Regions from separate parts of the Mus musculus genome. Here regions 2, 3 and 4 are each linked to region 1. A link is a contact called in public promoter capture Hi-C data. All regions are on one chromosome and are shown on one strand. The core of a region is the stretch at or near the end of the contact, and the rest is flanking DNA. Distances in the headings are between cores, read along the strand shown.

What was found. Promoter capture Hi-C pulls out the DNA fragments that hold promoters and counts their contacts.
Region 2: a promoter capture Hi-C map of liver shows a contact between it and region 1, with 6 times the contacts expected there. The contact joins the promoter of Slc35a1 here to the promoter of Mdn1 in region 1. A contact is called at or near these places in 4 of 39 promoter capture datasets (the HPC-7 cell line, hippocampal neurons and liver).
Region 3: a promoter capture Hi-C map of liver shows a contact between it and region 1, with 3 times the contacts expected there. The contact joins the promoter of Smim8 here to the promoter of Mdn1 in region 1. A contact is called at or near these places in 2 of 39 promoter capture datasets (both in liver) and 1 of 484 Hi-C or Micro-C datasets (CD4 T cells).
Region 4: a promoter capture Hi-C map of liver shows a contact between it and region 1, with 5 times the contacts expected there. The contact joins the promoter of C9orf72 here to the promoter of Mdn1 in region 1. A contact is called at or near these places in 1 of 39 promoter capture datasets (liver) and 1 of 9 other capture datasets (adipose tissue).

What each region holds. Positions count from the first base shown.
Region 1 is chr4:32,652,587-32,658,741 of GRCm38.p6, forward strand. It overlaps Mdn1 (midasin AAA ATPase 1), which reads left to right and starts at 4,533. Exons shown (of 102, transcript NM_001081392.1): 1 at 4,533-4,766. The coding sequence starts at 4,665. Casp8ap2 (caspase 8 associated protein 2) reads left to right here. Exons shown (of 11, transcript NM_001122978.2): 11 at 88-685.
Region 2 is chr4:34,684,115-34,689,696 of GRCm38.p6, forward strand. It overlaps Slc35a1 (solute carrier family 35 (CMP-sialic acid transporter), member 1), which reads right to left and starts at 3,324. Exons shown (of 8, transcript NM_011895.3): 1 at 3,130-3,324. The coding sequence starts at 3,145. It overlaps Cfap206 (cilia and flagella associated protein 206), which reads right to left. Exons shown (of 13, transcript NM_001347062.1): 13 at 4,460-4,900. The coding sequence ends at 4,670.
Region 3 is chr4:34,776,796-34,782,451 of GRCm38.p6, forward strand. It overlaps Smim8 (small integral membrane protein 8), which reads right to left and starts at 1,571. Exons shown (of 3, transcript NM_001330757.1): 1 at 1,484-1,571.
Region 4 is chr4:35,223,927-35,229,831 of GRCm38.p6, forward strand. C9orf72 (C9orf72, member of C9orf72-SMCR8 complex) reads right to left here and starts at 1,910. Exons shown (of 11, transcript NM_001081343.2): 1 at 1,862-1,910.

The sequences.
Region 1 (6,155 bases), core at 3,283-5,782:
GGCTGTTACATACAGAAACTCTGTCTCAAAAAAAAAAAAAAAAAAAAAAAATTCCAATTATAATGTCAGTATTTTCTTCCATTCCAGATGAGTTGCTGGATTTCATGGTGCCTCACTGATAATTCTTCTGCACAGAAGCTTCGATTCCCGTGTTTTAAATGGGGAACTAGGTGGAGGGTTTGTCTCCGTTTGACAGCTAGATGATCATCTACCTTTTTTTTTTTACTTTCCTGGTCATTGTGCTTGGTGTATTCAGATCAACAGTCTGATTCACTTACCTGTTATTGGTCAGAATGTTTTTAATCATTAAAAGTTGTTATCAAATGAAAGACTAAAAGCAACCTTGATGTAATACTGAAACCTTAGTTTTGATATTGGATGAAATAAATTCTTTAAAAAACAATTTTGTAGCATTTTAAATGTAAAAACTAGTTCACCTTTCTATTCATTTTTGTTTTTATAATTGCCTCATTTTGGAAAATTGTGAAATAATTTAAATAGTATATTTGTATATATGTACAATTATTGTGATGTAAAATACTGTAAGTGTATGTGTCTACGTCTATGTATGCACACCAATGGTTTTGCTAGCCAAGGTTTTTTTTATCTATATTAAATATTTTGTATAAACTTTCCTTTCAGTTAGTCATGTATAATAAAAACATGAAGTCCTGTTTTATTTTTATTAGTATGCTTCTTTTGTTGTGTTTAGATGATTTCTAAAGAGGTAATATTCCAAGGGAGAGTGGTTTTTGAAGTATTTCTTTTTTTGTTTGTCTTTTTGGGTTTGTTTGTTTTTGGTTTTTTTCGAGACAGTGTTTCGCTGTGTAGCCCTGGCTGTCCTGGAACTCACTCTGTAGACCAGGCTGGCCTCGAACTTAGAAATCCACCTGCCTCTGCCCCCTGAGTGCTGGGGTTAAAAGCATGTACCACCACCACCCAGCTGAAGTATTTCAAGATGAGCATCTATAATTAGCTCAGTTACTGAGGATGGCTTCATTAAATTCTGTTGCCATTGGCAGCTTTCTCACACCATGTATTGATATAGTGAAACCTGCCTCTTCTGCAGATGTCTTTACAAATACAACTAAGCCAACACAAAAAAGTGATGATTTAGAGAAAACCAGTGTAAGTATTGATTCAGCCTGAATACCTCTTTCTAGTCTCATGAAAGTTCTGGGTTATAATCTAGTCCTTAGACTTCAAAGTAGTACCTGTTTCCTTGCTCTTTCTCCTAGGATGTCCAAGGCGGTGGGGGAGGGGAATCTTAAAAGATTTTTTTGGTAGATAGAAACTTGAAGAATGGTCTGGTTTTGTAGTATGAGACCTTGGCCCCTTCTCTGAGCATCTAACGTAAACTGGAGGCCTGGCTTTGGATCACCTTCCAGGGCATCTTGTCATCCCCTACCACCAGGTAAGTGAATTCACAGAGTAAAATGATGAGAAAGAGATGTTACTGGTTCAAAAGAAAACAGACCAGACTAATGAAGACTTTTGGAATTTAAATGAAGGTAATAAGCATTGAAAGAGAAGATTTTAAAGCAAGAATGATAAATATGATACTCCTACATTTAAAGTATTTTCAAAATGGGGGCTGGAGAGACAAGAATTAAAAGCTTGTCTTGGAGTTACTACTTGTTGATTAAACACCATGGCCAGAGCAAACTGGAGAGGAAAGGGTTAGTTCTCTCACTGCCATTTAACAGTTCATCATCAAAAGCAGGGCAGGAGCTAATGCAGAAGTCATGAAGACTACTAATGGCTCCTCATGTCTTCTTCAGCCTGGTTTGGGCTGGAATCATATTTGGCTGGGCCCACCAATATCAATCACTAATTAAAACTGCTGTACAGGGTTATTAATAGCCCAGTTACAACAGGCAACTCTCAGTTGAGATTCGTTTCTCAGATATTTTAGCATGTTTCAAGTTGACATAAAACTAGACAGGACACTTACTCTTGAAGAGGACCCAGGTATGGGTCCCAGCAGGTAGATGGCTGCTTAGGAACCAAGCAGTGGTGTTGCATGCTTTTAATCCCAGTTCTTGGGAGGCAAAGCCAGGCAGATCTCTGATTTGAAAGCCAGTCTGGTCTACAGAATTAGTTCCAGGACAGCAAGGCTACACAAAGAAACCCTATCTCAAGAAACCAAAAGAGCAAAAGCATGGCTACTTGTGACTGCCTATAATTGCAGTTCCAGGGGATCCAGGCCCCTTCCTGGCATCTATGGGCTTCTGCATGGTTGTGCACCTAAAAAATGCAGGTCCACACATACACCTTGTGATGGACACTTTCAATCCTAACATTTGAGAGGCAGAGGCAATCTAAATGTGGGCCTAGTCTCTTGTATATATCAGGTTCCAGGACAACCATGGATATATAGTGAGATCCTGTCTCAAAAGAAAAAGAGAGACAGAGAAAGAATAGAGGGACTCCAGACATGACTCAGTAGTTAAGAACTTGGATCCTCTGATTGTTAAATGCTCTTAACAACTAATGCATTTCCCACCCTCCCCCCAATGAATCTTTTTAAAAAGAAAGTAAAATTAAAGAATGAGTAAGCTGAAAAATCAGGTCAAGAAACTCCCAAAAGGAACCCAAAAGGAAAGCATATTTAAGAAATATAGAGGACAGAAATAGATGTCGGGCAGTGGTGGCACATGCCTTTAATCTCAGCACTTGGGAGGCAGAGGCAGGTGGATTTCTGGGTTCAAGGCCAGCCTGGTCTACAGAGTGAGTTCCAGGACAGTTAGGGCTACGTAGAGAAACCCTGTCTCCCTCCCACAAAAAAAAAAAAAAAAAAAAAAAAAAAAAAGAAAAGAAAAGAAAAGAAAGAAAGAAAGTAAAGGAAAGAAATGTGCTGATACTGAAATAATAGACAAAAAAGTTTAAATAGAAATAAACCCACATGGTACCAAATGAGAGACTACATCTAGATATGTGCTGATATCTAAAGACAGTAAGAAAACATCTTAAAAGTTTGTAAAGTACTAGAATAACTTTTTGAACCAAATTTTCCTTGATACAAAGTATTAAAATACAATTGCCTTTCTAAAGTGAAATCATAGGTATGCAGCTGTAGTCATTAAGTAAACTAAGATAAACGCTATACAATAAAGAGAAACGTCAATGGTGCAAGTGTACGAGTGTACACTCCTGAATCCCCTGTTTCATCGAGCATCAAAAACCATCAATCTTAGTTCTTTTCTCTTCTTTTCTGTTTTTTTGAGATAGGGTTTCTCTGTGTAACCCCGGCTGTCCTGGAACTCACTCTGTAGACCAGACTGGTCTTGAACTCAGAAATCTGCCTGCCTCTGCCTTCCAAGTGCTGGGATTAAAGGCATACACCACTGGCCGGCTAGTCCTTTTCTTGTACTTTATTCTGTATCCATATCCTCTGCATCTGATTGGATCCCTGGATTTTATTTCATTTTTGGTGTGACACTTTCCACAATATACCAATCTGCTGCTGCTCTGGGGGTTGAATGCCTTTCTGGGTGTTCATTGTTAGTGCCTCCACAGCTGGAAGAAGCTTCCTTTCTCTGCACTTAGAGTAAACTTTTATCCAAGTTCTTTGGGTGGGTTTCAGAGATTGAAATCAGTTTGCCAGACTTAGGGGAAAGCATCTTTTAACTGCTGAGTCATCTAGTCAGTTCTCACCACCAAAAAGCAAAGCAGCCAGGTGTTAAAGTCACGCCTTCAATCCCAGCCCTGGGGAGGCAGAGGCAGGCGGATCTCTGAGGTCAGAGGCCTGCCCTGTCTACAGAGCAAGTTCCAGGACAGCCAGGGTTACAAAGAAATCCTATCTCAAAAAAACAAAACAAAACAAAAACTGGTGTGTGTGTTGTGTGCCACATGTATGTATGTATGTATGCCACAGAGGCCAGAAGAGGGCGTTTTATCTCATAGAGATGGAGTTACAAATGGTTGTAAGCTGCACTATGCTGGTAATGGGCTTCTTTATTGTCAATCCCTCTCAATATATTTTGTTTGACATCATTATAGGTTTAACTTGTTCGTGACCTTCATCTTAACAATTCTAACTTTGTGCACTCCGCAGCCTTTCTGGAATCATTATTACTACGGGGAGTATGCGCGAAGTGTGTGAAGGCCCACACGTGCCATGGTGTAAAATAGAGGTCACAAATCAAACTCTGGGCATCAGGCTTGCATTACAAGAGCTTTTAGCCGACTAAGGCATCTCACTAACTCCTACTCTTTTTTTAATTAAGCAATTATTTCCAGGATTTGTAAGAATACTTCAGGGCCATTTTTCTCAAAAGGTCACTCTTTTTATGGGCAACAATCTTGGACAGCGAATCCGCTTATCTTTCACACAGGACCTGTGTTGATACAGAGTAAGTCACTGTGCGCTTAGGTCGCACGCGCCGGCAGCTCCTCGTTTGGCGACGCGAATTTCACTCTCAGAAGGATCAGTCAACCGGCTAACCTCAAAAGCTACTTCCGCTTCCCTTCCTACTAGCAGTGGCGCGGCAGTGACGCATTTCCGCCCACGGGGGCGTGGCAGTAGTCGCGCCGCCGCGGGTTGATGACGCAACGTGAATTCCTTCACCACGTGTGTGTCTGCTTGCCGGCTTTCGGGGGTCTTCTTGCCGTCGTGGGTTTTCGGCCGTCACCCCGCGGCCCCGTGGCCGCGGCCGGAGACTATGGAGCACCTCTCTGTGGAGCTGGTATCCGGGCCGCTGCGGCTAATCGCCGCCAAGAACGAGAAGAGCAGCGGCGAGCTGAACAGGTTCCTGGCCAAGTCGGTGAGCGTGGGCGAAGGGAGGCGGGCCCGGGTCGCGGAGCGCCGAGTCCCGGGAAAGGGCCTTTGTTTTTCGGGGTCAGCTTCCATTTCCTCGCCCCCTGCCCGGCGCTCAGGCCCTGGTGGAGTTCATGCCCTTCAGGAATCGGCGCGGTTGGTTTTTCTGCGAGGCTGCTTCTGTCCGCCTCCCCACCCCCCAGACACGTGCTTTTCCTTCCCTTTCCCCACCCCTCGGATGCTTTTAAGGATGCTTTTCTTTACTTTGACCCTTTGGCCCACTGACGAACATCCATAGTATTTTTTCTGGGCGTCTCAATACACCACTGAGGAGACGCAAAAATCTTGTCTCTACACCCGGGGAGTTCGCGTCTTCTTCGGTGACCGTTCATAACAAACAGCTGAAGGTTTTAACAAGACAGTTAAATTGGGAGATGAAAGACTTTTTAAATTTTATTTTTTTTATTTTTATTTTTTTTACCAAATGAGTCATGTGTTTTCAAGAGCTTTGCCGTATTGGCTTTTGCCTGAGTTGAGCATCCTTACTAGACAAGTTTTCACTTTGCGTTTTAATTTCTTTCTAAGTTTCCTTACCTGCTCTGTCTGTAAGCTTGAGTCAAGAGAGACGTGATTTTAATTTTGTAAAACTCTCAGCCAAGAGTGCATAAAGTACATACACACTCCATTGTTTTAGCAGTCAACAGCAGTGTAGCCCATCCAGTGGTTCGCAACCTGTGGGTCGCCTAAGACCAGCATATTTACATTACGATTCATAACAGTAGCAAAATTACAGTTATGAGTTAGCAACGAAAATAATTTTATGATTTGGGGTTACCACAAAATGAGGAACTGTATTGAAGGATTGTAGCATTAGGAAGGTTGAAAGTCACTGTTGTAGATGAATGAACCTGAGCCATTTGCAGCATTGTAGAATTCGCCAGAGAAAATTCTGAGAGTTTTTCCCGAGGTGTTGAACCTACTTTCTGTCACTGAATTACACCCTTAGCCAAAAGGCATCTTGTTTGTTTTTTCCTTTTGAGATAACATCTCTATTATGTAGCTCTGTATGTCTCCGAGTTCACTGTGTAGACCAGGTTGGCCTCTACATAGACTGCTAGGATTCAAGGCAGGTGTCAAGACCAGCTTGGCTCAAAAGGCTTTTCTGATACTAAATTGAATGTGAAAAACCAAACCTAGTGGGATACATCTCCTGGATGTCTGTCCTGTGTGGCTCCCTTATCAAAATTGCTGTAGGTGGACTCAGCATGAATAGGCACTCTAGAGAGAAAATGGTTTTTTTGTTTGTTTTGGTTTTGGTTTTAAGAGACAGGGTTTCTCTGTGTAGCCCTGGCTGCCCTGGAACTCACTCTGTAGACCAGGCTGGCCTCGAACTCAG
Region 2 (5,582 bases), core at 2,074-4,573, 2.0 Mb after region 1:
CGTAAACAAAAGGATACCTGAGTGACAAAAAAGCAACTGAAGATAACTGCAGAGGCAGGCCAATGCCATCTCGGACAGTAACCAATGTCCCTAGCAAAGTACTGCTCTGCAACAATCTAATCCATGACGATGCGACTTTATAAACAGGCGTGGGTCAGATCCTAAGACCCCGTCTCACACACACACAAACACACACGCACACATGCACGACATTAACATAGAATTAAATTAAAATAAAGAACAAAGTGAATTGGTTAACACAGAGTACTTAGAAACTCCTCTATAAAACTTGAAATGCAGGATATAGCAGTCATCACTCAGGGGCCAAAGACAGTCAGTCCAACACCTTTGGTAAATTTACAAGCACTGGGGAGTCCGGTTTCCCCTTTCTTGCTTCCTGCTCTGAAACTGCCAACACCCAAGGCTCGAACTTTTTCTCTTTTCTTTCCATGACAAAATTTAGAGTATTGTGTTAGACTTATATGAGAAAACCAATTCCCACAATTTCTTTTTTATTAATTATAATTGAATCTAATCCTTGTCATTGAGATCTACTGAGAATGGATTTACATTGGATCTGCTAGGTGTTCACAGTTAGTGTTTTGTCATCAGATTAGTAACAAGTGTCCCCTGGGAACACTGGTCTTAGTTCACGGGTTACACATAATCCTAAGGATGCCAAGAGACTCCTCCGGGATGCTAGTTATTAACTGACGTCTTATGTGCTAAACGTGCTTTTGTTCACTCCTTTGGAAGCCTAATCATAGGTAATTATACCTAATCATAGGTAAATAAAATAGGTGTTTCAAACAGATACTTTAAAATATGATTACACAAGAAGCTAGGGAAGCAGTGTCTCCATATAAGTGTTTCCTCCTTGGTGAATTAAAGCAGGATTTGTAAGTTGTAAGCAAGTTCTTAAACCAAAGAAGTAGTACAACAGAGAAGAAGAAATACGCCATATAACTATTTATCTTTCCTTCCTAAATGGTCCAATCTGCCAGACCAGCAATGCTTATGTAAAGGGCACTGAGGGAAGTACTATAATACTTCCATTGTTCTAAAACTTTCTTATGAAAGAGTTTATGACTCCAGAAATATGGAGCAGTAACATTTAATCCGTCAGTACAAGAACTACACCATCCATAGTTTTATATGATGGTTCAGAATAATGGAAAAATGTGTAAGTCCTATCTCAAGACACATGGAAATAATAGTAAGTTAAAATTTTGGCGTCCATAAAGTGTAATTAGGAGACAGCTATGCTCATCTGCCTTAATTATCTTGCCTATAGTTGTAGGGTTCAGCAGCTATGGCGGAGACTAACAGCTCTCTACAGAAAGACTGCCTGCCATCCATGACCTGAAATTATCAATATTCTCATAACTAAGAAGTGAAAACTCAAATCACTTTTTTTTTGGGGGGGGGGGCTGTGTTAAAGGTCCCTGGTTCAAAAAAAGCAAGATAATTTAAATACTAAAGATGTTTAACTCCAGAAAACATACTTTTTTTTTTTTCCTTTCCTTGAGACAGGGTCTCTCTATGTAGCTCTGGCTGGCCTGGTACTTGCTATGTAGAGCAAGCTGACCTTGATACAGTTCTGCATGCCTCTGCCTCCTAAGTGCTGGGATTAATAGGCATAAGCCATATCATGGTGTTTTGTTTTGTTTTGTTTAAGACACCCATAATGAAAAGGTCTGCAAATGTAATTCTTGAAAATAATTACTAATCAAAGTAGAAAAGTCTAAGTTTGGATACTATAAAACATAGATGACTTTGGTCTGTAATACCACTTTAGAAGCACATTTCAACTTTTAAAACCAATCCTTGTAACCATGATTTCCACTTACATTTCAGTTTACCATAAGATCAAAACATTTCTTCTACAATTCTTCATTTTCCAGGATGAAACTTCATTGATTAGGAATGTCAACGTTCCCAGGTAATATAAATATTCATGGTACGCAGCTACTTTAAACTATCCTAAGAATTCAAATCATATCACGCCATTAACTAGAAACCTGGCCCACTGATCATCCAGCACCCCCTTTGTGGAGAATCTGTTACCTTCCACGGCATTTGTTTCTGGGTGGAGAATATCCCCCAGAAGAGTCAGTCTGGAGTTATCCTTTTGTTTTCCAGTTACATTTTAGGGGGACTATTACTGTCATACCTGAAAGCTTGGACATAGCAGGAAGTAGCAGGTGAGTAATCGTTAAGATGACTCTATGTAAGGAGGTATAGAAACTGTATTTCATTAGGATAAAAAAGTGCAACACACCCAAATGTAACAACGTATGTGCTGGCAAGAAGTCTAAATCTGTAAACAACCCTTGCGGGTACCGATCTGCCTGCTGCATCTTTTAAGTGTTCATTTGTCAATCGCCCTACTTTTCCTATTACCCTCTTCCCGGATGCTACAGGACTTATCTGATATGGGACAATCCACCACCACAGAAAACTTACATGGCGCCTGATGTTAAATGTCAAATCCCCTCCCCCAAAGATAAATAATTTCACATCCACGCAAAAGGATATTCTTTAAATGCTTGTCCAACATTTATTTAGACTTAAAGCCAGTGCTCATTGGGGAAATGGTGAAAAAACAAAAACAAACAAACAAAATTAAAAAAAAAAAAAAAAGCGACGTTGTCGCCAGGCATGAGGGCACAGACCACTAATCCCAGCGCTTGTAAAACTGAGGCAGGAAAATCTCCCCGAGTTTGAAGCCAACGTGGGCTATAGAATGAGACCATGTAGTGTTGGTTCCTGCTTTAAAAATAAATAAATACAAAATCGTCACCGCCTTTTGGCCTGTCCTAGCCACAGTGCTATAGAATAAAACCTCAGCCTTGGGGCCAGCTTACGTAAAACCTGAAAGGACAGCCACCACAGCCCTGGCCAGACGGCTCGCCATCGGGAGGAGCAGCGCGCGCCCTCAAGCCCAGGGCTCCGAACCACAGCCTCGCTCCAGGCAGGGACCTGGCCGGCGCCCGGGCGGCTCACTGCACCGGTGTGCGGGTGCAGCCCGCTGCCGCTCCCTGCAGGGAGGGCTCGGCCCCCAGAGCCGGCCCGGCCAGCACACCCCGGGCCGCCGTTCCCTAGCGACCGCCCGCAGCCCGGCCTCACCTCTCGCCGGAGCCATGGTGCCGAGAGAGTCTGCGGAACTGACGCCCCTGCGGCCATAGAGACGCACCGGCCTAGAGAGCCCGCCGCACCACACGCGCGAGGAGGAAGCGGGGGCTACGGCGGAAGCCGCGCGGCGTGCGGAGCGACAAGTCTGGGAGACTCGGTCCTGCGGGGGCTCGGAAAACCGCAGCTTCCGGTCGACCGAGGGGGGGCGGAGTCAAGGTGGCCGAGCGTTTCCTTCTAGAGACCAGCCCCTCCGAGAGGATGGGCCCCGCAAGAAGGATTCTGAAATGCTCTCGATTATTCCTTTGTGTGAAGACCGTTAGAGAGGCTCCGAGAACTCGGACTTTTATAACTTTCAACTCCATCACGGCCTTCCATGGTTACCTCTTGGATAAATTTAGTATATATTACATACTGCTCGGAAGTACTGTGTCTGTCTTCATCATCCTTACTGTCACTGTCTAGCTTAACTTGGTAACTTCAGGCAGCAAAAAGACCTCAGAAAAATTAGATTGTATTAACAGGCACTTCAACCGCTCTAATGGTTACTGTGACTAGAGGATGTTATTAGAAAATAACCCCGGGTGGAACAACATTATGAACTAACCAGTACCCCGGAGCTCTTGACTCTAGCTGCATATGTATCAAAAGATGGCCTAATCGGCCATCACTGGAAAGAGAGGCCCATTGGACACGTAAACTTTATATGCCCCAGTACAGGGGAACGCCAGGGCCAAAAAGGGGGAGTGGGTGGGTAGGGGAGTGGGGGTGGGTGGGTATGGGGGACTTTTGGTATAGCATTGGAAATGTAAATGAGCTAAATACCTAATAAAAAATGGAAAAGGAAAAAAAAAAAACTATACCTCTAAAAAGTTGGAATTCTCAGGACCTGAAAACCCAACTGCTTATGAGCCAAATAAGGCCGCAGAGTGGGAAGTGGGAAGCGCTTAAGCCACAGCGGGCTCTGAGGCAGACAACAGAGCATAAAAGGATCAAGCTGGAATGCCAGCCAGTCTTATCAGACATTCTGATTTTTTTCAATGAGCCCAAAATTCAAATATAAATATCAATTCTCTGGCTTTTAAAAGGCAGCATATGAATGTAGGCTTCACTTGTTCCAGATAGCAAGGCTCATGATATAGAAATCTGTTATCACTAAATAGCAATGAAGCAGAGCGTTGTGTTTCAGAGTGTCAGGGCTTAACATTTTGTAGGGTTTTAGAAGCAGCCTCTATTCCAGTGATAAGCATACTACTATCTAGCTGGCATTGCAATGTCAATCTTAATGCTGTAAACTTTGTCTAAAATATAAAACAAATACGCGGACAGAGTTTTACTTGTCAATTTTAATAAAACGAAAAATGTACTACAGAAACTGCTTTTAGATTTGCATAACAGTCAGGCAGGATACGGTGCCCTAGTGCACAGTCACACAACCAGTGACTGTGCCAGCCCCGCAAATGAGCTTTATACACGCACAGCACTTTAAACCCTCCATCCGTGCCACTAAGGAGCAGCTTCCTGTAAACGTCCATCTCTAGGTTTCGTCCACCGCTCTGGTTAAGTTCACCTTCACCCCATAGGTTGTTTTGCTTTGTCCCCCACGAAGGCCAGCTATGAAAATCTGGGGCCTGGGCACTCGGCTGCTGCCTTCTCTCTTGGACTGGGTGCTAGCCTCTTTCAAAGGGTACACCTGTGAGGTGTTATCTCTTCTCATGTGGCTAAGGTCAGTCTGGACGGAGTGAGTAATTTTCTGGCGCAAATTAGCCTAGGTAGAAAGAGAACATAGGGAATAATGTTTCTCTAAAAAAATGTAAAAAATCAGGCATTTAGTTAATGTTTGCCTATTAACTTTCCATTTCACAAATAAATAATGCATTTTTCTATGATGGTGAGGATGGATGATGACAGGGAGGCTGAGGGTGGGGAGGAGGGTGGGGAGGAGGGGGAGGAGGAGGATGTGTATGGTATGATTGCAGGCATGTGCATGCCGTGGTGTGAATGTGGAAGAGAGAGGAAAACCCCTGGTATTAATTCTCTCCTTTTATGGCAGGTTCTGGGGAGTGAACTTATCAGCTTGCATGGCAAAAATTAATCAAGAACAGAATAAACTTAAGAATCCTTTACAAAGTGGGAAAACCTGTGACATGCTGAGACTGAGCTGAAGAGAAATGCACACGACTGGGTTGCGACGGTCCAATATGAGAAAGTGACGATTTATAGTGGGTTTTTAGAATGAGCGTCACACTATGCTGACAATATGAAAATCTGTTTCCAGCTTACTCGTTTTTCATCTTGCTTACTTCTGTTCATGGATAACTGGAAAACATGAGACTAGACAGATTGCACAGGCTAGTAACCATGGAGGATGGGGACTAGATGCCATAACTCCGTGGTCTCAAGGCGACTACCTCGTGGAAAGCCCTAAATTCATCCTCAGCCCCACAAAG
Region 3 (5,656 bases), core at 321-2,820, 2.1 Mb after region 1:
GAAGAGGTTGGACTGGTGGACTCGTGGGCAATGAGGGAGAAAACACTGAAGCTCATTATATAAACACTTGATAACTGTCAGACGATATATTGTTACTAATTAGCAGTGCTGAGGGCCTGCATCAATCCCCAGCATCATATAAAACCCAGGCTGTGGTATGTCCATAAAACTCCCAGTGCTGGGGTGGGGGAGGCAGGCTCATCTCTGGGGCTCTCTGACCAGTCAGCCCTTTGGGATCAGTAAGTCCCAGGTCCCAGTGAGAAACTCTGTCTCAGAAAACAAGGTACGTGGCCCTTGAGGAACATCATCAGGCTGACCTCTGGCTTCTACACACATACTGCACATGTGTGCATGTGAACGAATGAACTATCCGTGTCTGTACACACCAAATTCACTAGAACAAGATTGGCATAGCTACCTATATTATATTGTATGGGGAAGTATGAAGATATAAACAATGAGAACTGGTTTAGGAAAAGCACTCTATTTTCAAATATATAGAGAACTGCCTCAAATGGACCAAACATTCAACGATAGTATAGATACTCTTGTTATTATGTTTCACATACTATACTCTTTTAGTGCTTAAGAAAGTAAAAGTCCGGAGTAGGACACCTTCAATAGTTTAGATTAATATGAGAAACTTTGAGAAAGAATCAGGGCTTTATAGCTTGAGGGAACTAAGTAAGCTTAATCTCAACTCTGGTGCTTCTAAAGGAATTTTTTTTTTTTTTTTTGAGTAAGTGACAACTCTGATTCCACCTTAATAAAAGGAATGATATTATACACTGCAATATTACAGATGTGTATTTAACATTGTTAACATTCTTAAAAGGAAAGATGTTAACAAAATAGCGGTCATCCTACAGATAGTGTGCAACCTTCCTACCTTCGATGCCTTTTCACTACTAGGGTAGGATAATCCAATTCTTCCCATTGTAGTGGACTCCTATTCCATCAGCATCTTTTTCCAAAACTGATTTTTGAGGAAAGTGTTTTGCATTTATAAAGTACTACCAGACGCAGGACCCTAAGATAAGCCCAGCACTAGAGAGGCAGAGGCAGGCGGATCTCTCTGAGCTCCAGGCCAGCTTTGTCTACAGAACGAGTTCCAAGACAGCCAGCCCCCTGTCTCACAGTGGGGAAATGAGATCGCTTAGATTTTAAAAAATAAACTCTATCGTTTTTACTGTAAAATATAACTTTAAAGTGAAAAAAGAAAAACACCACACACAAAACCCACTTTCCACCTCGTAATTTACCCCACTCATGGATTGGGGAAAGAGTGTCACTGTGGCAAGGACCTGAAGGCTGTAAAGCTTTTCAGACCGCGGTCAGATACCCAGGCTCCTACGGAGCTCAGTATAAATCTTCATAAACAAGTGTGAAAACTTGTGTGGTCGGCGGGCAGGCTTCCCGGCAACCTACCCTAGCATCTTCTGCAAACCACAACCCTCCCCTTCGAGGGCTGGCGGAGCCTGACCTTGGGCAATTGGGAAGCCGGGGAAGCTTCAGCTCGGACGCCGCCAGGCTCAGAGACTTCCGGCGTCCCGTGCGAACGCCCGCTGCTGGACTTTCCTTCCGGTTCGCCCGGTGCGCGCCCAACCAGTGCGCGTTCCCGCCGGGGCTCTAAGAGCCGCACCACAGCGCCATCTATGCTCCGGAGGCCGTAGAGCAGGGGTCCGGGCCGAGCCCTGGCATTGGAACTGCAGGAGCCCTTGGCTTTGGAACCCAGATGAGCAGTCTGGTTTGATTTCTTGGGGCCTTTGACTTTCAGCCTCTCACATTCAAATAAGCTTTCGTTTCGTGGGTTTCATGTATATTTATATAAAGAGATATCCAGAATTGGAAATGGGACCTAATGGCACTTAATGGAAATGGAAAGATTCAGGCTAGAATCCAGCTGCCTCCAAGAGAAGGAAGTGCAGTATCGCCAAAAAGGAGTCTGGGGCTTTATAGGGTGCTTTTAGTTGAGCAGTGGTGTGGCAGAAGAGCTTTAAGAGAAAAGGGACTGGAATTAGAAGTTTTACATGTGGTGGTGAAGGGTTCGAGTCTTTAGAACCGGGACTGTGGTCAGTCTAGCCGTTCTGAGACAGGGATCATCTACCATCACTTGTGTAAAAAAAAAAAAAAAAAAACACATTCAAATTGATCAGAGATTACTAATCAGAGTTTCCCAAATTAGATCTCCAGGGGTTAAAGAGACTTCTCACGGGATCTCTGATAGCACTGACGATTTTGTTTTTCACATAGATATTAATAGTTCGCTTATATTTAATTTCAAAAATCATACATTATCAGTATTTTCTCAAACACGGGTTTTTTTTTTTTAAGTAATATAAGTCCTAGCCTTATTTTACGAGGACATCAAGCCAAAGTATATGATATAATTAATGGATTATCAGTTGACAAATGTGAACATTGTTTGTGGTAATTTTCAAAACCAATCCTACTCTCTCTTTTCTATGGCCTCCCATCCTGACTCCTGAGTTGTCCTGTGAAGGCTAAAGGTATATTTTAAGTTTAAATTATTGTGTGCTTTAGGCATAAAACAGAAATGTCTCTAAACTGTAAGCCCCTCTTGGCAAGAACAGATAGCTTCTTGGAATGCTGGGAGCTGTTGCTCCTGTAAGACAACAAGCCACTTGTTTTCACTTCTGTAAACAAGGCTGGTTGTCTCAGCTGCACAGGATGTGCACACATAGGTGGGAGGTGTAGGCAGGAAATATGTCAGGATGTATACTTGCCCCTGATTACATAAAAGTGGGATGTATATAGCCTTGTCAGTTTTGATTGTATACGCTTCTGACTAATGTAATTTGTTACTCTGGGATTCCTGGATATGGCCTTGGGCAGTGTCCCTTGTCCTGGCCAGTATTTAATAAAGCCTGCTTAGCTCAAAAATTGTGATAGTAGTCTTATTCTTGCCTTGTGGGATTAACAGTCCTTGTGATTTATTTCGGGTAGTATCATATATATATATATATATATGTTGTTTATATATGTCTATGCGTGAGTTTTCTATCTGATGCCTTTGGAGGCAGAAGAGGGCATGGAATTCCTGAACTAGAGTTAAAGACAATTGTGAACCTGCCCAGGGCCAGCCCTGGAAGATCTTCTTTCATGTTCTGGCTCTCCTTGAGCATTAGCAGTGATAAGATTTGGTCTTAGAAGGCACTTAGGGTTACTATATAATAATAATACGTTTTCCTATCTCAATTATAAGTCACTGTGCTTCAGTAGCTAACCTGCCTTCTGAGATCTTCTGAGGTGAGCAACTGTTTTGCACCTCATCCTAAAACAGGAGGAGATTAAGTAAAGTGGCCTTTGTTCTATCTCCAGCAGGAACTGCACAGCTTTAACTTTCATCCTGCTAGTTGAAGTCACAGGAAGAAAAAAGGGACACTTTGGAAAGTGATTTGAGCATTTATTTCTAAGTTGTAAAAAGTTTCCGATGAAAGCTTTCTGAGAAAAAGGGGGAAACAGGCTTGTAAAAAGGGGGGTAGGTGGGTAAGGGATCTAGGAAAAAGGCAGGATGTAAAAAAGTGGGACAAAGAGAATTGCTAAGAGAAGTGAGACAAGGAGAACTGCTCCCTTCTCTTTATCCTCAGCACTTATTTACATCTTTCAGAATACATGATCCCATGGTAAAAAGTTCAGCACAAGTTTACACAAAATTCAAACCATAAATCGAATAAGTTTACAACAGAGAATGTTTACATGCATATCCATTAGTAGTAATTATCTGGCTAAACATTCGTCACCTGCCACAGCTACACAGGTTCATGGAGAGTTAAAAACCATAACTTAAGTTATTAGTGAAGCTTTGTATAGATAAACTCAGTCAATATTTCATTTTCTGTTCTAGCACTTATAACAAATTGTCAATTCTCTTTATATGACCTTTGGTTAATGGTTTTACAGTCTTTTAAAAATAACTGAGAATTCCAACTTTTTTTTTTATTTTATTTTTTTTTTAAAGATTTATTTATTTATTATATGTAAGTACACTGTAGCTGTCTTCAGACACACCAGAAGAGGGCGTCAGATCTCGTTACGGATGGTTGTGAGCCACCATGTGGTTGCTGGGATTTGAACTCCAGACCTTTGGAAGAGCAGTCGGGTGCTCTTACCCACTGAGCCATCTCACCAGCCCGAGAATTCCAACTTTTAACACTATAAAAGCTTTCAGTAAAACAGATCAAGCAACAGTTTCTCATGGCTGGGGTTAAATAAGAAAGATCTAATCACAAATCTTTATGATGTGTGATCATTGAAAGAAATACAAAATATGAACTGTTTTTATCAAATACTATAAAACTTGTGTTTAGGACTCAGGACAAAGAAGTAAAATCTTTTATCTCCCCCAACCTTTTAAGACTTTTATGCAAATGTTTTGAGACTTCTTTATTTCCCATGTGCCAATTCTTTTCAGACTACACAGTTGAAAGAGATTATGAGGTTGGACCCCATTAGTTGGGGAAAGACTCACCTGGGTTCTGATAAAAAGCAAGTGCACCTCTCCTCTCAATGAAGAATAAAGTTTGCCTGGTCCAGGCACTTCAGTTGCAGTGGTGATTTCTGGAACCTGAAACATACTTCTAACATCATTGCAAAGACGGTTGACTGGGCAGTTTTATTGTAATGCGATGGCATTTGTTCTGAGAAGGTATTTCCTGAGACTCGAAAAAAGAACAGGAGCTTTTGGGAAGATTAGAATCTCCATTTACTTGCTTTAAACTCTATCATTTTAGGGCGTTAAACAAGAAACTGAGCCGCTGAGCCACACAATGTTTGATGAAGTATAACAGCATTCTGAAAAGTGTTCAATGATGCCTCTAAAAAAGAAACACCCACCCACCACCAGCCACAAACCCTCTGGAAAGTCTCAAGTTCAAACACATCACCTTCGCCCTTGATCTTCTGCACCCCATCTCCCCCACCTCTTCTCCTCTTCCTCCTTTCATTTGAAAACTTGGACGCTTCCCTTAAGTAACATGGATGTTGGACTAAGACAGACAGTGTTAAAGGCAAGGCTATTTATAGAGTAAATGTTTTTACTCACAGCCAAGCTGTGAAAGTGCGGAGTTAAATAAAATAACCTGGTGATAAGCAATGTGCTTTTCTTGTTAGTAACAGCAGTTGCTAAAAATTCACAGTGAAGAGATTACAATCGAGAGAGGTAATACCTCACAATCAAACAGAACCCCAGAGAGCTGTGCCCTCTGGAAGAGGCTCAGTTTGGTTTCATTTTAGACTGACAAATCTTTTACCACTACCCCTCAAGCAACAAGGACCGCTCTGTACCTCATCCATGGAGATTGAATTCTCCACAGTTTCTTCCAGAAGGAAGTAGAATATTGATAAACTCACAGATAAAAGTTACGTTACTATCACTACTCAAACATTTGATGAAAGGGACACAAAAATATTTGATAAAATTTAAGTTCATAAAGATGAAAAGGATAGCGCTGTGTGGTTCTGAGTGAGGGTTTTCTTTCAACGTTCTTGACAGTTTCCTTACTAGTGTACATTGGTTAGACAAACGAATAGTTCTCACTTTTATGTTTTGATACATATTGAATTTCTTCTCAGTCACCTATTTTAAGATATAAGCTGTGCTATAATTTCAGCCTCTATTTTGCTGTCTAAGTTA
Region 4 (5,905 bases), core at 660-3,159, 2.6 Mb after region 1:
TCAGTCATTTTCTAAAAGCAAACATTGGATGGCCAACATAGCCAAACAGAGTATTTTACCAACTTTTAAAGTTATATTTACATTTGTCTCCCAGAAATTTAAATGCTTGTTGAATGTCCAGTCTGCAGCGCAGGCTGTAACCCCTCTTATTTTTTGTGTTCTATGAAATAAGAACACCGTCACCTTTAGTTTCGAAGTTTCCAACTGACTCTGGGGTTTCCCACAGTGCCAATGGTCACTGAGGTGCTAGTCAGCAGTGACTCAGACAGAAAACCCCTGTTCCTCCTGATCCACAGATTATTTTAACTTTCAGTGCCTGTAGCAAGCTTTCATTCAAAAAGAGTAAAAGAAAAACTACTTGTAGGTTTTTTACGTGACATAGGTTTTTACTGTGGAGGATGATGAAATACCTGCTTTCTGCTCCTAGGTTATGATTCACCCTTTTGTCTAGCATATTCATGCTCTCCACACTGTCTGCCACTACTTCTCCATCCTCTTGGTTATCAGATCTGGTGTCTGCCAAGGTACCAAGGTGCCTGCGTTCAGGTGAATCTTGTTTTGCTTAACAGGGGTGAAGTACAGTAAGTTACTTTGAAACACAAAGCGATCACATTCACAGGACTTTTACAGAGCAGCTGCAATGGCTCGACTTTATTATCAGTTATTTGTAATCTCTTATTGTGCCTACTTTCTAAACTTTAACATCTGTGTATGAAATGTAATGAAGGGAAAACACCTATATCCACACGATGGGTGTATGTAGGCGTTTCCTGAGATTTCAGGCTATACTGGGGGCCTCCTGGAATGTCCTCTTTAACTGAGGGGACGCTTACTATATTTCAAATATTCTGATTCCATATTATTAACATAATCTCAATCTCTTTCCTCCTCCTCTTCCTCCTTCTTCCTTCCTTTCTCTCTCTCTCTCTCTCTCTCTCTCCCCCCCCCCTCTCTCTCTCATATTTTAAGTTTTCCAAGTGGACTAACGATTCTATCTTAAAGTATTTTCCAGTCCCTTTTGGGCCCTTAATATAAAGTAAAAGTACTACTGAGACAGACTGTGTACCCGTTTTTCTCAACTGGTGACGAACGGGAACAGTGTAACAAGAAATTTATCCATCTGCCGGGACAAAACTCTACAAGAGCCTAATAGTCCCCACACCAGAAAGCGCAACCAATCCCTCCCAGGCAAATGCACTCCTGGCCAGACAGACCCTGTGTGGACAGACTTAATCAGTGCACTTCTCTCTCTGCAACTGATTACCATCAGTCAAGTGATGCCCAAGTCACAATGGTCACTTCCTTTAATAAGTCTGTACAACCGCGGAGCTGTGAGGCAACCAGGTCACGTCCCACAGAACTGGGGAACAACCTGGTAAGAGTAGCAGCCCATGTAAGTGGGCATCCGCACTCCTTGCAAACTTCTGCGAAATCCTGCCTGCGTGTTGTTCTGTCCGTCCTTACTCCATCCCACCGGCGCTTTCTCCTCCCGGGCGGGGACCCTCGGGAGACCTGACTGGGTCGCAGGACCCACCAGCTGTCGCCGGGCCAGGCCCCTGGGGCCCAGGCTTGTGGCGGTGGGGGCCGCGCTCGCCGTACTCCCGGAGGGTTCCCTCAAGGGCCCGGGAGACGCTCCGGGTCGGGATCGGGGAGCGCGGGCGGACAGCAAAGATGAGGCCCATCCCCATCCCCTCCGCACCGCCGCGGCCCCCGCAACTCCTGCAAGGCCAAGGGCTCTTTCGCCCGGGGGACAGGGAGGAGTTCACCTCGAAGGAGAAAAAAACCCCGCTGGTACCCGGAGCCGGCCGGCCCGCGAGCCGACCGTGGCAGCAGCCCCCCTCCGCCCGCGCGTCTCACTCACCCACTCGCCGCTGCTGCGCCTTCACCGCCGGCGCAGGGACCGCAACCGCAGCCCGCTCCGGGCCCCGCCCCGGGACCGCCCCGCCCCGGACACGCCCCCAGGCCCGCCCAGTCGCAGTCCCGCCCCCAGTCCACAGCAGACCCAGAATCTGCAGGGCTCCCCGGTGCGGATCTCTGCAGTCTTGTTTCCTTCTTTTGTCCTTGGTCACCGTTGTGGAGTTAAGTTGCGAGCTGAGGCAACCAAAACGCACCTCCCTCGCACACCCTCCCTGGACTGTCTAGACACCACTTTCCACCTAGAAGGAAAGGGCAATTGGGATGGCTGTCACTACAAACGCCATCTTTCACGTGGGCGGAACTCGTCTCTGCTTGACGCGCCGCGGTTCCCTCGTGGGACTCCGTAAGTTCCGGGTTGGCGCTTTCACTTTGCTTTGCCAGCCTTGAGATGCCAGTGGCAGCTGGCCAGGCGGAGGCTGTCATGGGCTTTGTAGCTTTTCTTCCAAGAGCCGCTCAGGAAAAGCATGGGCAGAGCTGAGCTCAACCTAGATAGATAGTGTCACCTGCGTTATCTATCTAGGTTACGAAGCGTAGTTTGTGGTTGTAAGTAGTTTTGCTTTGTTTTGTTTGGGAGTTGGCAGGTAGTGGGTGCTCAACAAATATTTAGTGAGTGAGTGGATTTCCTTTGGTCCCTATGACACGGTTAAATGCCGTAAGTCTGCGTGCACACTGTACGTGTTCACTCCGCAACAAGCACAATGATTCCCCCACCCTCTGTGCGTAGTCACCGTGTTTTCTTCTAAACGTCATTTTTGCCAAATAGCACAGTGCACTTTGTTTTTTAACCTTTGGGAAAAGAACACCATGACGTCTGATTTATTGATTGATTGATTGGTTTGTAACTGTATTGTGGCTTTTCACTACAGATGAGTAGTGTTTATTATTTTCCAGCAACTTTTCATCATTTATAGGGAAAAGAAAGGCATTAATAACAGAATACCTATCAATACCACCTTCGGTAAAAATAGAACTCTCACCAGGTATTGTATGCTTTTTTTTTTTTTTTTTTTTTTTTTTTTTTTTTTTTTTACCTAGCAGTTGTCATTCTATCAAGTTCTTACAGTGTTTTGTACCGTGGTCTTCAGATGTATATCTCATAAATGAAGTATACATCTGAGAGTTAAAAATACATCCAGACACACAGAAATAGCATAGGACCATGTTTGGAAGGCTAGGGTTAAGAGTGCGATGCTGTAGTCAAAGTGGGTGAGTTTGCAGGTAAGGAAGGCAGCTGAGTGAGGCCAGTCAGCTAATCCACAACACGAGGAATAGACGTTTATACTATATCCCACACTGAAAAGCTGAAAAGTTCCCAGGTGGGTGTTAGGTACTAACACACATACACGCGCATGCATGCACACTTAAGATAATTTGCTTGTCTGTAGTAAGCCAGAGCTATCAATGTAATTGATTGGGTCAGTTTTCTGTGATTCCAGAGCCCACTAGGAATAGAAGGTATTTGTTTGGTGTCCTCTTGAAGTAAGCCCTTCTTTAAAACCTGTCTGTGAGTCAAACTAACATAACATTACACTTCAGAATAAGACTGGAACTTTGAAGGAATATACCTTCTTAGTGTTTTTTTTTTCCTTCAAAATTTTACCTAGAGACAAAAACAGTGTCCCTCAAATAACTTATTTTGTGTAATATCAGTCCTAGAATAAATGTTTTATTTAAAAAAAATAATCAAACCAAGAAAGGACTAGGGATGTAGCTTCGTGGGTAGAGGGCTTGCCTAGCATGTGTGACTCCCTGGGTTTGGTCCCTACCATATTCCTCTCTTTTTCTCTCTTTGGAGAAAAAAATGAAACATCACGATCTAAAATATTGTATGACCACAGGAAATGAAATAAACCATGATACAACTTATATTTTGTGATCAATGAGTGGAGACCTTTTTCTTCACATCAGATGGAACAATTACTTAGGCATAGGTAAAGTAGCCTATATATTTTAATTGGATTGTAGCTAACTTTTATTAATCAGGAAGAAAATAATAAGTAGGTATGCTGGTTCATAATTGTTGTATTGCCTGAAAGGTGTAAGGTAGAATACATCTTTCCTCCAGAGAACCAAAGAGAAAATGATGCTAACTGTATGTAGAAATATGATTCATGATATTGGTGTGATAGATTTTTAACCCTGTCCTCTCAAACTTTACAAATAATCTACCTCAAATAACTCCAGGCTCTAAGTGAAAATATGCTGGCTATAGAACTATATCTCCAGGGCTGAAAGTGGAGGGCATTTGGCAGAGGGCTTGCCTACCACGTACTGGTTTACTCCCCAATACTAAACGAACTGACGAGATGGCAAACACCTATAATCTGAGACAGGAGGATTAGAAGTTCAAGATTATCCTAGGCTACACTACATGCTGAAGGCTATCAAGGGGGCGGGGGGATCCCATTAAAAGAAAGAAAGAAAGAAAGAAAGAAAGAAAGAAAGAAAGAAAGAAAGAAAGAAAGAAAGAAAAGAAAAAGAAAGGGAGTATCTCTCCAAACAGGAACTGAGAACTCTATCCCCTATTTCCAACCAGAACAACACCTTTAAAGACCCGATATAGAAAAATGTCAGCTATCATGTTTCACTAATGTTCAGTCATGCAGACACTCCTCGATAAGGGGGATTTCTAAAGCAAAATAAGAGGTTGGGCTCTGTAACCACAACAGATATTAAGTATCGTCTCTGCTTTAGGTTAACCACGGAACTGGACAGTTCTTCACTCCTTGGTGACTCAGTGTCCACAGTGCTAGCTTTCTGTGGGGGCTTAAAGGAGGGAATGGAGAGAGTGGCCAGTGTGACCCTAGGTAAGACTGTGTATCCATGACAAGGGCATTTTGTTCCCCTTGTGTGTGGATGGCAGAACACCCACAGAAAGCAATGGCTGCAGCCCTTCTAATAGGAGTGGAAGTGACTCCCATAGGTACATTGCACTCCTCTGATAGTCCCTTCCTCTGGGGCTTCCTTGCTTGACCCCACAGGAAGCTGGTCAGTGCAGTCTTTTAGCAGGACACTGTTGCTCAGCAGGAAAATAGCACGCCTAGTAATCTGTCACCTGGTTGCTGTAAGGTTTATGTGCAATCAGGCGAGCTAGAAAATTAGATCAGTACATTCTAGAAGTGATGGTTTTACTTTCATTTTTTTTTTTGGTAACTACTCAGATATAATAAATACAGTAATGAATGACTTACAACCCTCTTACACTCTACACGTATTTATAACTCCAATAAATATGTCAGAACACGGAGAACCTTCTTGCTTCATCAAAAATGCCAGTTGTCAGGAAGGCTTTTCTCCATTTTCTCTGCTAATATGTTTCAGAAGTGTGATGTGCATTGCTGCAGGGCTGGAACCAAGGGCTTGTTGATTAGCTCCTACTTACCAAGATTACAGGAAATTAGTTGTGACTGAGACTGGCATGTGAACAATTTCATGACAGACATGGATGAAGAATATTGCTATATAAACCACGGACCATTTCATTTCTCTTAGGAAATGTAATTTCATGTGGTTGCTTCCTTATTCACTGAAGACTTAATAAATATGTATTTTATGATATACTGCCTTCATTTGAAATACGAATAGAATCTTAGTGTGTGGAGCCAGTAGGATGAAATGATATAGAAAACCCTTGAGTTTCTGTCTGGAGCCAACACTTTATAATCCTAACAGCACATGATACTGCTTCAGTACTGCAAAAAAAAAAAGTCATTAGGGCACAATACACATTTCTTTTCTGCTTGTCTTTGGACTCGTGATTTTATGAACAATGTCCTTAGTGAGTGAGAGGAATGTCATCTTTGACCAGTTGTTCTTGTGCATTGCTGCTGTGCACCTTACCTTTATATGTAACTATTTCTAAGGACAGAAGCCTGGGCTGGAGACTTGGCTCAGCTGTTAAAGGACACAACCAAAACAACCAACCAATCAACCAACCAAACAAACAAAAAACCCAAAAAACCCACAAAACAAAAAAACAAAAAAACCC